2 separate regions of the Mus musculus genome follow, and region 1 is linked to region 2. Evidence: chromatin contacts called from public Hi-C data. All regions are on one chromosome and are shown on one strand. The core of a region is the stretch at or near the end of the contact, and the rest is flanking DNA. Distances in the headings are between cores, read along the strand shown. Region 1 has its middle 96 kb from the start of Abcc12. Region 2 has its middle 81 kb from the start of Gm33687.

What was found. A called contact is a pair of places that touch in the nucleus more often than the background predicts.
Region 1: a Hi-C map of pancreatic cancer cells shows a contact between it and region 2, with 2.0 times the contacts expected there. The contact joins two enhancer-like sites. A contact is called at or near these places in 11 of 484 Hi-C or Micro-C datasets (the C2C12 cell line, adipose-derived mesenchymal stem cells, cerebellar granule neurons and 7 more).

What each region holds. Positions count from the first base shown.
Region 1 is chr8:86,467,437-86,474,547 of GRCm38.p6, reverse strand. No RefSeq gene overlaps it. Among named protein-coding and RNA genes, the nearest start is that of Abcc12, 96 kb to the left of the region's middle. Within about 2 kb of position 3,602, at least 16 of the 459 cell types and tissues checked have an H3K27ac peak or open chromatin away from gene starts, as enhancers often do. A contact at or near this core is called in pancreatic cancer cells, where this site is marked.
Region 2 is chr8:86,357,476-86,364,445 of GRCm38.p6, reverse strand. No RefSeq gene overlaps it. Among named protein-coding and RNA genes, the nearest start is that of Gm33687, 81 kb to the right of the region's middle. Within about 2 kb of position 5,570, at least 11 of the 459 cell types and tissues checked have an H3K27ac peak or open chromatin away from gene starts, as enhancers often do. A contact at or near this core is called in pancreatic cancer cells, where this site is marked.

The DNA of each region.
Region 1 (7,111 bases), core at 2,353-4,852, 110 kb before region 2:
AGGGGCTGGACCTCTATTTGACATTTATGAGATGCTTGGCTAATACAGTAACCCCTCCCTCTGAACCAACAGATATCTTCCCTATCCAGAGCTGTTGACCCAGTGGTCTCTGGGAAGGAGGGTGTGATGGTTTGTATATCCTTGGACCAGGGAGTGGCATCATTTGAAGGTGTGGCCTTGTTGGAATAGGTGTGACCTGGTTGGAATGGGTGTGTCACTGTGGGTGTGGGTATAAGATCCTCACCCTAGTTGCCTGGAAGTCAGTCTTCCACTAGCATCCTTTGGATGAAGACATAGAACTCTCAGCTCCTCCTGCACCATGCCTGCCATGCTCTCACCTTGATGATAATGGATGGAACTTCTGACTGAACCTGTAAGCCAGCCCCAATTAAATGTTGTTTTTATAAGACTTGCCTTGGTCATGGTGTCTGTTCACAGCAGTAAAACCCTATCTAAGACAGAGGGGATGCATCCTATTTTGGGTCTGTGGCCCAGGGTAGGAAAGGATAGTGTGGCCAGCTTCTAACAGGTCTGGTAGAAATGAGATATTCTAAAGAGACACTTATGTCTTCAATGTGACTGTCTGACTATTGAAACAATGGACACTTCCCCGAAAATGGGCATTCCCCAGGAATCTCACACCAGGAGAAGGAAAAGGTGCCAGCTAGAGGGAGGATTCGTGTCCCAGAAAGTGAGTCCTCGAAGTTCTAACACCCTGCCAGACCACATCATAAAATGAGACTGAAGCCCAGACAAGGATGGGTCAGTGGTGGACGGGACCACATCTTGACAGAACTGTTTATATGTGCCGATCCTTGGCCCTCTGTTTAAACTTTAACCTCAGCATCCCAGCAGACAGACTTGAGGGGTTTACTGGATCTCTTTGATCCCTTGCCCAGTGTGTCCACATTGAATAAATCTTTGTCTGCTTTTCATTATTAATTTGGCTCTTTTAATTGGCTTATGGAGGATAAGTGGCCAGACCTGGCTTGGGGCACAAGTTGTGATCCTCACGTTTGATGTCTGGCTCTGTCGGGACCAGAATGCATTTTCCTTGGGCTCTCCAGGAATTCTACCAGGATGAGTGTAGAACTGAAAAACCCAGGAAGCACTGAATGGGGGCTGGTGGACAGATGGAAGACTGAATTCCGCTGGGAATGATGGCGGGGGTTTTAAGTGTTGTGGATCCTGCATGAGTTATGTATTTTCTGCTTGAAAAGCATCTGACAGGTTTTAAATGCATCAGGCTGAGCAACTTTGTCTACACACACACACACACTGAGGGTCTCAATAGGATCGCAGTCTCCAAGGATGCTTCTTTTCTGGCGTGAAATCAGGCAGGCACTTCCTCTTCCTTTGATCACAGCTCCCAGCACAGAAATCTCCGGATTTATGTAAATACAGAGATGAATTTGTATGTCTGAAAAATCACACCCTATGAGGGTTTTTAATTTTGTCCTTTTTTCTGTAGAAGGCTCAGCACTCAGAACCCTCAGATGGAAGTGACGATTGCCCCCAACCTCCTGAGGATGTTCACATAAGACACCCTGCCCAAAAGATACCATGAGATACAAGTGCCACTGCTAGCTCAGGGACAACACAGCTTTTCAGATCTCATGCTATGGCTCGAAAGTCTCGTCCCCAAAGCACAAGTGGGAAACTTAGTCTCGAGTAAAGCAGTACTGGAAGACAGGCCCAGTGAGGGGTGTTTAGGTTACAGGGCCTCGCCCTTGTGAATGGTTTGATGTTGATCATAAAAGAGCTTGAGGCTGGATTCGACTTTGTATGTGCTCTTGCCCACATGATGGTTTCTGCCGCTTTACAGAGTAGCTAGAAGGTCCTCAGCAGATATAGCCCCTCTATCTTGGATTTTCTGTTCTCCAGAACTGTAAGAAATATATTCATTTACTTTTATAAATTACCCAGCCTGTGGTATTTTATTATAGCAGAACAAACTGGATTAAAGCCTCAGATGAGTTGACATCTGCCTTTTACTCAGATTTCAATATGATTGCAACTGTCTGGGTGTGATAGCACAGGCCTAAAATTCAATCGCTTAAGAGCCAGAGGCAGGGGGGTTGTGAAAGTTCCAGGGCAGGGCAGTCTGAACTATACAGCAAACCCTTGTCTCAATAAAAGAAAACAATTTCAGCGAGGCACTGTCCTTCTGCCTCCTCTAAGGCTAGACCTAGACTTGCAGCGTCAGAGCCATTGCTCATATTTTGAAACTGTGATGTGGGAAATAAGCCCCTAATCTCTACACACAACAATTAATTCATTGACACAACAGATATTTATGGTGGGTCTGCTCTACGTGTGGGTGAAGATGCAGTTCTGTGTCCCTTTGCCACTTCTCTCTGTGCTGCCATGACTCTCATGACCCTTCATCTTGTCTTCATCTAGTCTTCGGCTAACCCGAGTTGTCAGAGGGTTGCTTTGGGTGCTGACTCACACAGACCACATTTCTTAACTTTTTTTTTTTTTTTTTTTTTTTAAGCAGGTGCTTAAGTAGGACTATCTCTGTCTAAAGCAATCTCACAAATTACTAGTTTAGGGGAAGTTTACATCTGTGGTTTGAAAGTAATAGTCGAAGGGTCTGTACTGCAAGTTTGACTCTGAACTAGCTAGCTGGTGTCATGGCAGTGGACTAACCAGCTGGTGTCATGGCAGTGGACTAACTAACTGGTGTCATGGCAGTGGACTAACTAACTGGTGTTATGGCAGTGGACTAACTAACTGGTGTCATGGCAGTGGACTAACTAACTGGTGTTATGGCAGTGGACTAACTAGCTGGTGTCATGGTAGTGAACTAACTAGCTGGTATTAGGGCAGTGGACTAAATAGCTGGTGTCATGGCAGTGGACTAACTAACTGGTGTTATGGCAGTGGACTAACTAACTGGTGTCATGGCAGTGGACTAACTAACTGGTGTTATGGCAGTGGACTAACTAGCTGGTGTCATGGTAGTGAACTAACTAGCTGGTATTAAGGCAGTGGACTAAATAGCTGGTGTCATGGCAGTGGACTAGCTGGTGTCATGGTAGTGGACTAACTAACTGGTATTAAGGCAGTGGACTAACTAGCTGGTGTCATGGCAGTGGACTAACTAGCTGGTGTCAGTGGAGAGTTTCTTTCATTTCCCAGAAGTCTTCAGTGTGAGTGGAGGCCATTGGCATACATTAGCAAGAGTCCTTGGGTTCTGAGGTTTATCTGATGCTTTGAAAGGAAGGACAGGCACTGCTCCCTCCCTCTGCTGCCCTCTCCTCCAGCATCAGCCATAGCTGTTCATCCCAGCAGCAACCAAAGCTGTGATAGGCTCTGCTTGGCTCCCTCTGTGAGCCTGTCCACTGTGTTTTTCTCAGCTCTGTTTTGCATGGAAATTCTTCTTAAAAGCATAGAATGAATAAAGTAGAATAAACCCTTTGTTTTCTGTCAGATACACTCTTTTAACACCAACTTCCACACCAGGCAATTGCTTTTTTCCCCCCCTCTTATAACAAGTGAGGAAACAGAGAAAAAGAAAACCCACAGCCTAGGGAGGTAGCCCTGCTTCATCCCCAGGGTGAGTCAGACTCTCAGCAGAAGGTAAACTGGGAAGCAGTGAGCAGGAGGTGTGATGTAAGAGGCTGAGTGCCAGGCCTGCTTCCAGGCAGGAGTGCTCTGCCAGAGGAGGGGTGGTGGCCCAGGGATGGAGGCTCTGTGCACACATAGAGGTCAGCTGCGGTCTTGATGCCCAGACAAGCTCTTTAAGCATCACTTTGTTACAAACAACGAACAGTGTGCCAAACATATGGTTGGTGAGTGGATGTTTGATGGGAAAAGATGGCACCATGGACAAGCTAGAGACGTTGTTTGGAACTTCCTTTGTAGTCTTATGCCCCTTTCCCCGGGCAACCCCAGTTTAATGGTGCCTTGGTATGGGAACCCTTCTGCTTCATCATTACCTCAGCCTTGTCCTATTGCTTTAACAAGACACCACAAACTGGGTAATTTGTAAAGAATGGGACTGTATTTCTTACACTGTTGGCAGTTGGCAAACCCAAGGCAATAGCACTAGCAAATTAGGTTCACTCTGTTTCCAAGATCGTGTGTGTGTGTGTGTGTGTGTGTGTGTGTGTGTGTCCTTCTAGGGGGAAAGAAGCTTTGTCCCCACATAGCATAAGGAATGGAGGTCCATGCATTCACGAGGTTGGGGCCCTCCTATTCTAATTATCACCTACACGTCTATGTCTTAATATTAATTAGCACCTGGAATTTTAGGGAGACAAGTATGTGAAAGCTGTAGCAGCCACAAATCCCCCTGGAGGTCCATGGCTTCTTCTTGTGATTTAGTCATAAATGTTGAGCATCTGGAAATCAGGATCAGCTTACCAGCTGCGTGGCCCCAGGTCAGAGGCTAGTGGCTTTGCGCAGGTTGTGTAAACCCTTCCAAGTCTGCATCACTTAGGGCCCTCACTGCATGCTCCAGAAATCACCTTTGACCTGTATACAAATGGAGCTGTATGAGCAAGATGGAAGGTGGTGGAGCTGTTCTGCCTTTCAAGTGTGCCACTGTCACCTCTGTTACTACCACAATGAATGGCTGCTAACCTTTTTCACCCTTGTCTGAAGTATCTCATCAACATTAAAAACCTAGAGCTAAAGTATCCTTTTCTGGGTTACCTGGTCTCTGTAGCAAAGGTGAGCATTTAAAATTAATTTGCATTAAGACTACCACAGTAGAGGAGGCAAGAGGCAACTCCAGGAGACTGGGTTTCAGGAAACTTAAGATGATAGATGCCCACATGACCGCAGTTCTCATTTTATGAAGAACGACCAAGAGAAGAACAGATGTCTAAACTTTCGTGGTTTTTCTGTATTCTTTGTCTTTTGAATATGCCAGAGGCAGCATCTTGTAGAAAATGCCCCACGTGAACACATGCCAACATCTACCATCACCAAGCTCACTGTATTTTGTGAAGACTGGTCCCGACAGCCTTGCATGGTGGCTGTGAGGAGTGGATGAGGGATGGTGGGAAGGTTCTTGAAGAGCCACGCACATGCAGCGATTGAGGACGATTTAGCTGCTCTGAACGAGCCAGCTGTGTCTCGGCAGCTGCTCATCCTTTCTTCCTGGATCACTGCTCCTTTTCATGAACTCCTGTATCTGGTTTGTTTGTTGTTAGTTCTTTCATCTGCTTTGTTCCTGGGAAGGTCTGGCTTCAGGTAGCAGCGTTTCATCCTGAATGTCCTGTCAGGCCAGTGTTTGCTTATGTCTTGGCTCTTATGTCAGCTGTACTTGATATCCAGAGGACATAGGCTTTGGTGAAATCACCGCTCCAAGCCTCTCACTGTCTGCACAGTGTCCATTTGTGGATCTCTGTGTTAGTTCTCATCTGCTGCAAGATGAAGCATCTCTGGTGAGGGCCGAGTGAAGCACTGGTCTGTAAGCACAGCACTGTGTTGTTAGGAGTCATTTCAGCACTATGTTCTTTGAGCAGAATAATAGTATCAGGTTTCCCCTAGGTCCATGACCTATCTAGTCTTAGGATCTTTGGCTCATTGGCAATGTCAGGTATGGAGCAGGCCTTAAATCCAAGCAGAAAATGGTTGTATTAATTTATGTTTTGGTCTTCAGTTCAATTCTGTTGACCAATATGTTTGTTTTTATACCAGGACCATGCTGGTTTTTTTTTCTTTCTTTCTGTAGCTCTGTATTACAACTTGAAATTGGGATTGTGATACTGTTTGGAGGTTCTTTTATTATTCATTTTTAAAAGATATCCTAGATTCTTTTTTGTGTTTCTATATGAAGTTAGAATTAATTTTCAATTTCTGTGAAGAATTCTGTTGGAATTTGATGGGGGATTGCATTGAATCTACAGATTGCTTTTGGTAGGATGGCTGTTTTTACAATGTTAATTCTACTGATCTATGAGCATGGGAGATCTTCCAATCTTCGGGTGTCATTTCTTCCCTTTAGGTTTTAATTTTAACTTTCTTTGAAGTTTTATTATACAAGTCTTTTACTTGCTTAGTTAGGGTCACCACAAGATTTTTAAGATGCTTTTGTGGAAGGCACTGTCTCTCTGGTTCATTTCTCACTCTGTAATTTGTATATATGAGGGCTACTGATTTGCGTTGATTTTGTATTGTCTATTGCTACTTTGCTGAAAGTGTTTATCAGCTGTAGAATTTTCCTGATGGAGTTCTGAATGTCTGTTATGTATAAAATCATGTCATCTTCAAATGAGGGTACTTTGACTTCTTCATTTCCTATTTGTATCTTCCTGGTCTCCTTCACTTGTTCTAGCTAAGACTCCAAGTACTATATTGAATAGGTATAGAGAGTGGACATCCTTGTTCCTGATTTTAGTAGAAATGCATTGACATTCTTTCTGTTTAGGTTGATGTTCGCTATGGGCTTCCTATACATTGTCTTTATTATGTTGAAGTACATCCCTTGTATCTCTAGTCTCTTTAGGACTTTTATCATGCAGGGGTATTGGATTTTAAAGGCTTTTTCAGCATCTAATGAGATAATCATGTAGCTTTTGTCTTCTAGTCTGTTTATGTGGTAGATACATTTACTGATTTACATAGACTAAATCACTCCTACATCTCTGGTGGGGTGGATCATGGTGGATAATCTTTTTGATATGTTCTTGTAGTCGGTTTGCAAAGCCTTTATTGGGAATTTTTGCACCTATGTTCATAGGGGATAATGGTTTTTAGTTTTCTTTTTTAATTGAGTTTTTCATGGTTTAGGTATCAGGGCATTTGTAGCCTCATGTGAGAGAATTAGGCATTGTTCCTTTACTTCTATTATTCAGAGTAATTTGAGGAGTTTGGTATGAATTTTTCCTTGAAAGTCTGGTAGAGTTCTGCACTGAGTCCATCTGGCCTTGGACATTTTTTTCTTGAGAGGTTGATTCTATTTTGCTAGGGGTTATTTGTCTGTTTAAATTGCTTGTTTGGTTTTGATTTAACTTTAGTGAGTCATGTATATCAAGAAATTCATCTACTTCATTTTAGGTGATTCCAGTTTGGTGTTGATTTTTAAAGTATGTCCTTATAATTCTTTGGATTTCCCTAGTGTCTGTTGTGATGTCTCTCTGTTCATCTCTAATTT
Region 2 (6,970 bases), core at 4,321-6,820:
GAGAGCCATGATCCAAGGCTCAGTAGCAGTTAGATAGACTTCAGGGTCACGTGGACACTTGGCTGAGGACTCTTCCTGCCTTAATCTCTCATCCATCCTCAATTCCCCACTCCCCTCAAACCCCCATCTTGACCATTCCTCATTATCTTATTAGTCTAAACCATCATCCACAGCAGCCTCCTCTCTGATCCCTGCTTCCCTCTCTCCCCTGAATTCTACACTCAAATTGCCAGAGTGATTTTCTACCATATGAATGAATTGAACCCAATTCAATTCTTCTCAATTGAGAAGCCTCCAGTAGCCTTCCATTTGCGCAGAGTAAGTGCTAGGCCCTGCCACGGACCTCAAAGGCCTGAAATGACTCCTGGCTCCATCTCTGCCTCAGTTCCTGCAGCCACAGCCCATCAAGTGCTGATTGCAGTCCTGAACCAGGGAATCTGATGCCATCACATAGACAGGAAACGTAGCTTAAAACAATATAGTTCCCCAAGGGCACACAAGTAGGAATCGATGATGTAAGGATTTGGATTTAAGCATCTCTTTCATGATGGTCTTTTAAAATGTTATCCAAATATCCATATAATGATATGTTGGCTAGCTTCCCATGTCCATGGTTTCCACTTCAATAGATTCAATCGACTTCAGGTCAAAACTAATATGAAAAAAAAATTTGCACTGCACATGTAGAGACATTTTTTTCTTGTTATTGTTCCCTAGACAATAAATACAGTGTAAACAACTATCAGTATGGCACCTATATTGTATTAGGTATTACGAGTAACTAGAGATGATTTTAAAAGCATGAGATTATGTGCTTAGACTATAAGTAAGCCTGCTCTCTTATAGAAGAATAGGTACATACCGATTTGATATGTGTGGGGCTCCTGAAGCTGAGACCCTCGACACCTTGACACCGAGAGAAGACTACAAGATACTTCTGTTGTGATTTATATATAACAAGAAAGAGACCAGAGATATGTTTGGTGGAGGCGAGATGAGGTATTGGGGAAGGAGATGCCTATTCAGGCCCATGCTCAGGCATCCCTTCCCCCTGAGGTATCAGCCACACATAACAACAATGATATAGTTTTGAATAGAGTTTATTCAGGTTATAGGGAGAGGAGTTAAGGGGGTAGTAGAGACAGAGAAAGGGAGAGAGAAAGAGAGAGAGAGAGAGAGAGAGAGAGAGAGAGAGAGAGAGAGAAAGAGTGGAGGAGTAGCGATCAGTCATGAGCACATAGAGAGAGAGGTGGAAGAGGAATGGGGAGAGAGGAGGAAGGGGCTAGAAGACAGAGCTGTGGAGAGCAAGAAGGTAAAAGAGTGAGGAGAGGGTAAGCAGCTCTTTTATAGTGAGTCAGGCACACCTAGCTATTGCCAGGCAACTGTGGGGCGGAGCCTAGACTAAATGCCAACAACTTCAAACTCATTTTCGAACAGGCAGGAAACAGAAGGGACAGAAGGACACTCTGGGCCCCAGGATAGACCTTTAGACCAAGATGGTCCAGAGGCCAAAAAACTTAATAGTTTTAACAAAATCTTAGTTTAGGAAGAACCAACCTAAATTTTATAAGCCTGGTTTGTGAAGTGCTTCGGGACTTTAGAGAGAAAGAGAGAAAGAAGCAGGAAACTCTGACTCACCAGGCCAGCCGTCAAGTTAACGGCACAGAAAATGTAGTTGAGCCATCAGAAAATTGTTTTAATGTCCAGAGTTTCTGCTATTGTACTGCCATTAGCATGATGCTAATGAAACGTAATAAAATGTGGCTTGCAAAGGAAACCCATCTGCTCCGAAGGTTCAATTAACATGGTGAAGATGGATCTCTTACACGGTAAACTTGCATTTGATGCACGATCTGTGCTTTATGGATTATTACAGAAGCGCTAATGGCAGTCAGATAAAGTCAAATCGGACCCTGTTAACATTTGCCGCCAGCTCAATAACCCGAGAGCTCTGCCGAGGAGGGAAGGGAAGGAGCTTGGACTCGACCCCTTCCTGGATGGCACAACAGCTCTGCCCTCTATTCTTCAGGACAGAGCTGCTTCTCCACTTCACACCCCTCTGCTCCACAGCAAATGACCCAGATCAGGTGGAAAAGGTACTTATGACAACGGGAGTGCCCAAAAAAATGCGAGGAGGCTCTTGGGCTGGAAGAGGAGTGCACACCTTGCTTTGATTGTAAGCAATTGGAGGCCGATTGACAGAGGCTCCTTTTAATTTCTTCTTCCAGAGTCCACCATAACATTGAAAGATTACAACTGAGACTCTACCCAGCCAGTTACTGGTTGAGAGAGAAACAAATACAAGAGGAGAGAAGGCAGGACTCACACTCTAAGGGAGACCTTAGGAGCAGAAGTGAGCTGGTCTGCAGAGATCTGATGTGGGGCTTGTGTTCTGAGAACACAGTTTCTTTTCCTCTTTTTCAGATTCCACCCAAATCCAGATGGTATAGGCAAGGTGGCCAACAGAGAACACAGAGAGGAAAAGCCAGGCTTTCTTTTCTTCCATGGTATAGCCCAGGAGAGCCAAGCCAAGACAAAAGAGACAGAGCTTGAAGCCTCACTGTGAGCATACAGGTCCACCTGTTTCAGAAAGTGATGCATTCCTTTTTGGTCCCCTTGCCTGGTTTACGATTCACCTTTAGAAACCTAGTTGTAAGTTGGTACTCTAGATGAGGAGTTCCAGTTGTCAAAGCAGATGTCCCAGAAGGCCAGAGCATGGTGCTGCTATGAGGAGGGACATTATAGACCAGGAATGTTGCAGAACTTCTCAGGGCCCTCTCAGGTATCCTTTCAGGGACCAGACACTTGCCGGTTTGTATTCAGCGTTCCCTCTTTGGTTTACACTATTTTGCCTAAGTCATATCTTCAGGAAGCTTCTAGTCTGTGAGTAACTTGCCTTCCTCCGCTGAGTTCTGCCTCAGCACCTGGCGTTGTGGACATATTTCTGGAAGGGAGAAAGAGGCCGATGCAGTTCTGCTTGACATCTCCAACTGATTACTCCCAGAGTTTACAGAGACAGGGCTCGTGGGACGTTACCTGAAGGCAGTGTCCCACAATCATGGTTCCTGTGGCTGCCTCCCACACAGAAGCCTAACTGCAGAAGAAGATGCAGACATGGAGAGGGAAGAGACTTTGTAAAGACTTTAAAGCAGAAGCAAAGCCTCGTTCTGTGGACTTGAGGAGGCTCTTGTTTTCCCTGTACCCTAGCGTCCACCTTGACAGTGCAGCTCTCCCGTCTTCACAGAATCACCCTGAGGATTCATGAGCTAAGGGTCGCAGCTCCTTATCCCAGGGCCTGACACACTCAAAGTTTTCTATAAATTTAATTTTCATATCCAGGCACTGAGCTGGGAACATTGGCGTGCTTTCTAATCACAATAATCTCTGTTCTGGATGGGTTGTTTTTCTTGCCTCAAAGGCAAGGGCTGTATCAGTCAGCTTCTTGGTTTAAAAAAAAAATGGGAAGAGATTTGCTGTCTTCAGCAGAAAGAGAAAAGTCATGAGGGGCTGCTGTGTACGCTGTTCTCCAGACGTGGAAAGGCTGTTGCTGTCTTGACATCAAAGCAGCTGTGGTAAGCCACAGCTTACCTTCACAATACTGGGCTCACCTTTGTTCCATCAGGCAGTGCATGAAGGTCTCAAGGTTATGGGGAGGGAGCCCTCTTTGATGGTCTAACCAGCTATAAGTTTCCCATGCTCCTATAAATAACTCCAGCTCACATATTTGCAACCACACTGGATTCGGAATCATTTCTTTAGCTTGTTCTATTGTTGGTGCTTTATCTGGGACAAATAGACACGTGTTTATGTCTCCCCAGAAAAAGTCAGTGCAACAAGAGCACCAGGGATTCAGAGACCTACTAGGAGATGAGAGGACCAGGTTTGGCATGGGACAGTCAGCAGGACATGTTTGATTGGCCTCCACTGTCTATTCCAGTGGCAAGGATCCAACTCCAGATGGCCCCTCCAGCTTTTACTAACCGTCAAGGTCATAGAAGAGAGCAAATGAACTCACATTTCCTTCCTGCACATTGACTGAGCTGAAGTTGAAAGGGAGGCATTTAAGTCCCAGGGCAGCCATGGTGAGACATGTCCACAGGGAGGAAGGCTTCAAACTGTACAATGTGGCACACCCCTGATAGAGATGGGGTGCTGGTAGGTGATTGATTCATGCATCCTGAGGATGGTGAGAAGAAAACTCATATTTCGTGAAACATTCTCTACACACTTAAGCACACGCATGCAAGGCACACACACACACACACACACACACACACACACACACACACACGTACATTTGTAGCATGCAATTATGGCATGAAGGTCAATCTCTGCTCTTCCACACTTCCAAGACAAGTAAACGTCTGTAAAGAGAGAGGACATGCAGTGAACAGAGTCACCAACAGGGACATAGATATTGAGTAAGTTCCCACATAAGTCTCACAATTGTACTGAAGGGGTATAAGTCAACCCTGCTGAGAGATGGCTTTCTAGGCTGAGCTGGCCTACAAGAAGAGGGCAACTCCTCTAAGCAGCTCAGGAGAAAGGGGAGAGACAATGTAGGCAAAGTGGGCATGGAAAAGGAAGTAGGATTCCTGAGGTCTGGAGAGCTACACAGGTACACACTGCCCAGGAGAGGCAAGTGTCCAGCAAGTTGCCCTCGGGAGTTGAGCCTGTGCAACCTCGAGCAGCTGTGTCCCCAAATACAGGAGCTCATAAATCAACACTGACAGCCCTGTGCCGGCCAGACCCTTTGTATCAGGGACAGATGGCCCCTGGAATATACATGTGAACTCAGTGTGATTAAAGACCTACATATGCATTTGCAAGTGGTTAAAACAGACACTGACTCTACCCCAATGTCCTTGGGCCACAGAAATGTTTCCTAAAATTAAGCTTAGAATACTAATTGTATCAATAATGTTGTCCTTCAAACTCTGTTTTTAATCCAGACAGACATATTTATAAAATGAGTTTTATACTTTCTGTTACCAGTCTGACATGAGATTAAAAGTTGTGAATCTGTTGAAACAGGAGGCTGAACATGTCTAAAAATCTCAGCCCTCCTTAGATTTATAAGTTGGTTCACCAACCTGGAGATAGGATACAAGTGAGTACAGAGACTCACACCCACCTCTGCAGAACCCTGTGAGCTGAGCCTCTGTGGCTTCCATCCTTGAGTAGGAAAATTTGAATTATAACTTCAAGAGCCTCAGTGTGAACCAGAGAGTTAAACTCTGTGGGAATCCAGGCACAGTGGTCCTATTTTTGTGACTTTTACCTCTAGAGGGTCTACGGTAAATATTGGAGAATACTCTTGTCCTTTCAGCAGGAGCAACAGACAGACTGCTTGACACAGCCAAAGCCTGTGCTCTTGCTAACGCTGTCCACCTCATCTCATGAGGATGGGAAGGACACTCAGAAGCACTTGTGATCCACCGTTTGGCTCCTAGACCCATCGGAAGACCTGGAGGCCCATCACTACTCGAATGCGTTCTGTCCCTGAAGCCTGGCCACCACATCACAAAAGGCTTATTCACCAAAGTTCTGTTTACATGACTAACCATCTCAGGAAGCAAATTACAAGGCATACCGAGGGGGCAAAGTACACAGTCTGAGAGACAGAGCAGGCGTCAGAACTTGTCAGACTTTGCAAAGATTTTGGAACCAACACCGAGACTGTAAGACAATGATAACCAAACATGGTGGGATGGAGGGAAGATGACCCGTAGAGTGGTTTCAGAGCCACAGAAGCATAGCTTTGGCTGGAGAGGCTACAGGGAAGGAGCCAAGAAGGAATTAGATCATTGCTCATGGAAGCCAGATTTCTTACTATTGGAAAGGGAGTTAAGAATATGGAAAGAGAGAAAATGAGACTGAAACTGAGGTTTTGAGCTGGAGCTAGCATGAATTTATGAAAGGCAGAGAGACCACTAAATACAGAAATTATGTGCCTCGATAGATGTGTCTTTATATGTGTGTACCTGAATACATTGTAGATATATGTGTGCATAAAGACAGTTGGGAAGACCTGAAGACAGTCGTATCTGAATAGCAACCAGCCAACTAGCAACACCAGTCCTCATTTGCCAGGATACCATGGCGGGTGTAAGAGCTCACAGTAAAGGATCTGGGGAATGGTCCCCAGTGCAAGGAAGTTCCTGGAGAATGATGGGAGAGGCTGAAGATGAGAGACCAGAGAGGCTACTGTTAGTCAGATCTGGAGCAACATGAATATCAAAAATGGCTAGTAAGTATAAAACTATAACCCATTAAATAACATAGTAATTGATGAGTCCAGTCAGGCAAAAACAAGTAAATGGGGGGAAAGACAAAGCCTTTTATCTCAGCAGAAGGAACGATGGAATTATAATTTCACTGTTTGGCAACCATCAAACTAGTAATCAATGTATCTATGAAACGCAAATGGATGTTAAAATGAGCCCTTAAGCTTTTATGAGGACAGAGTATTATAGATTTAACATTCCTTTCTATAACGGAAGATTCCAGAGCAGTTTTCTCTATCATGGAGAAATCCAGCAGACACCACCTCCAACAAGCAGTCCCAGTCAATGGCAGCAGCAGCAGCAGCAGCAGCAGCAGCAGAGAGCATCAATATCACGTGATGTTCGCTAGGAGACAGTGCTGATGCCATAGCATCATTTCTGTGATACTATACCAAGATGTGGAATCTTATTTTTTTTTATGTGTATGAATATTTTGACTGCATTTTTACACAGTGTGTGTACCTAGTGCTTGTGTAAGTCAAGAGAGGGTCAGATCCCCCAAAACTACAGTTATGGATGGTTGTGAGCAACCATGTGAATACTGAGAAATGAACGTGGGTCCTCTGCAAGAGTAACAAATGCTTTTATTCACTGAGCCATCTCTCTCACTCCTGTAATATGAATTTAATCACGAAGAAATGCCAGACAAATGCAAATTGAGGGGCTTTCTACAAAATAACTAG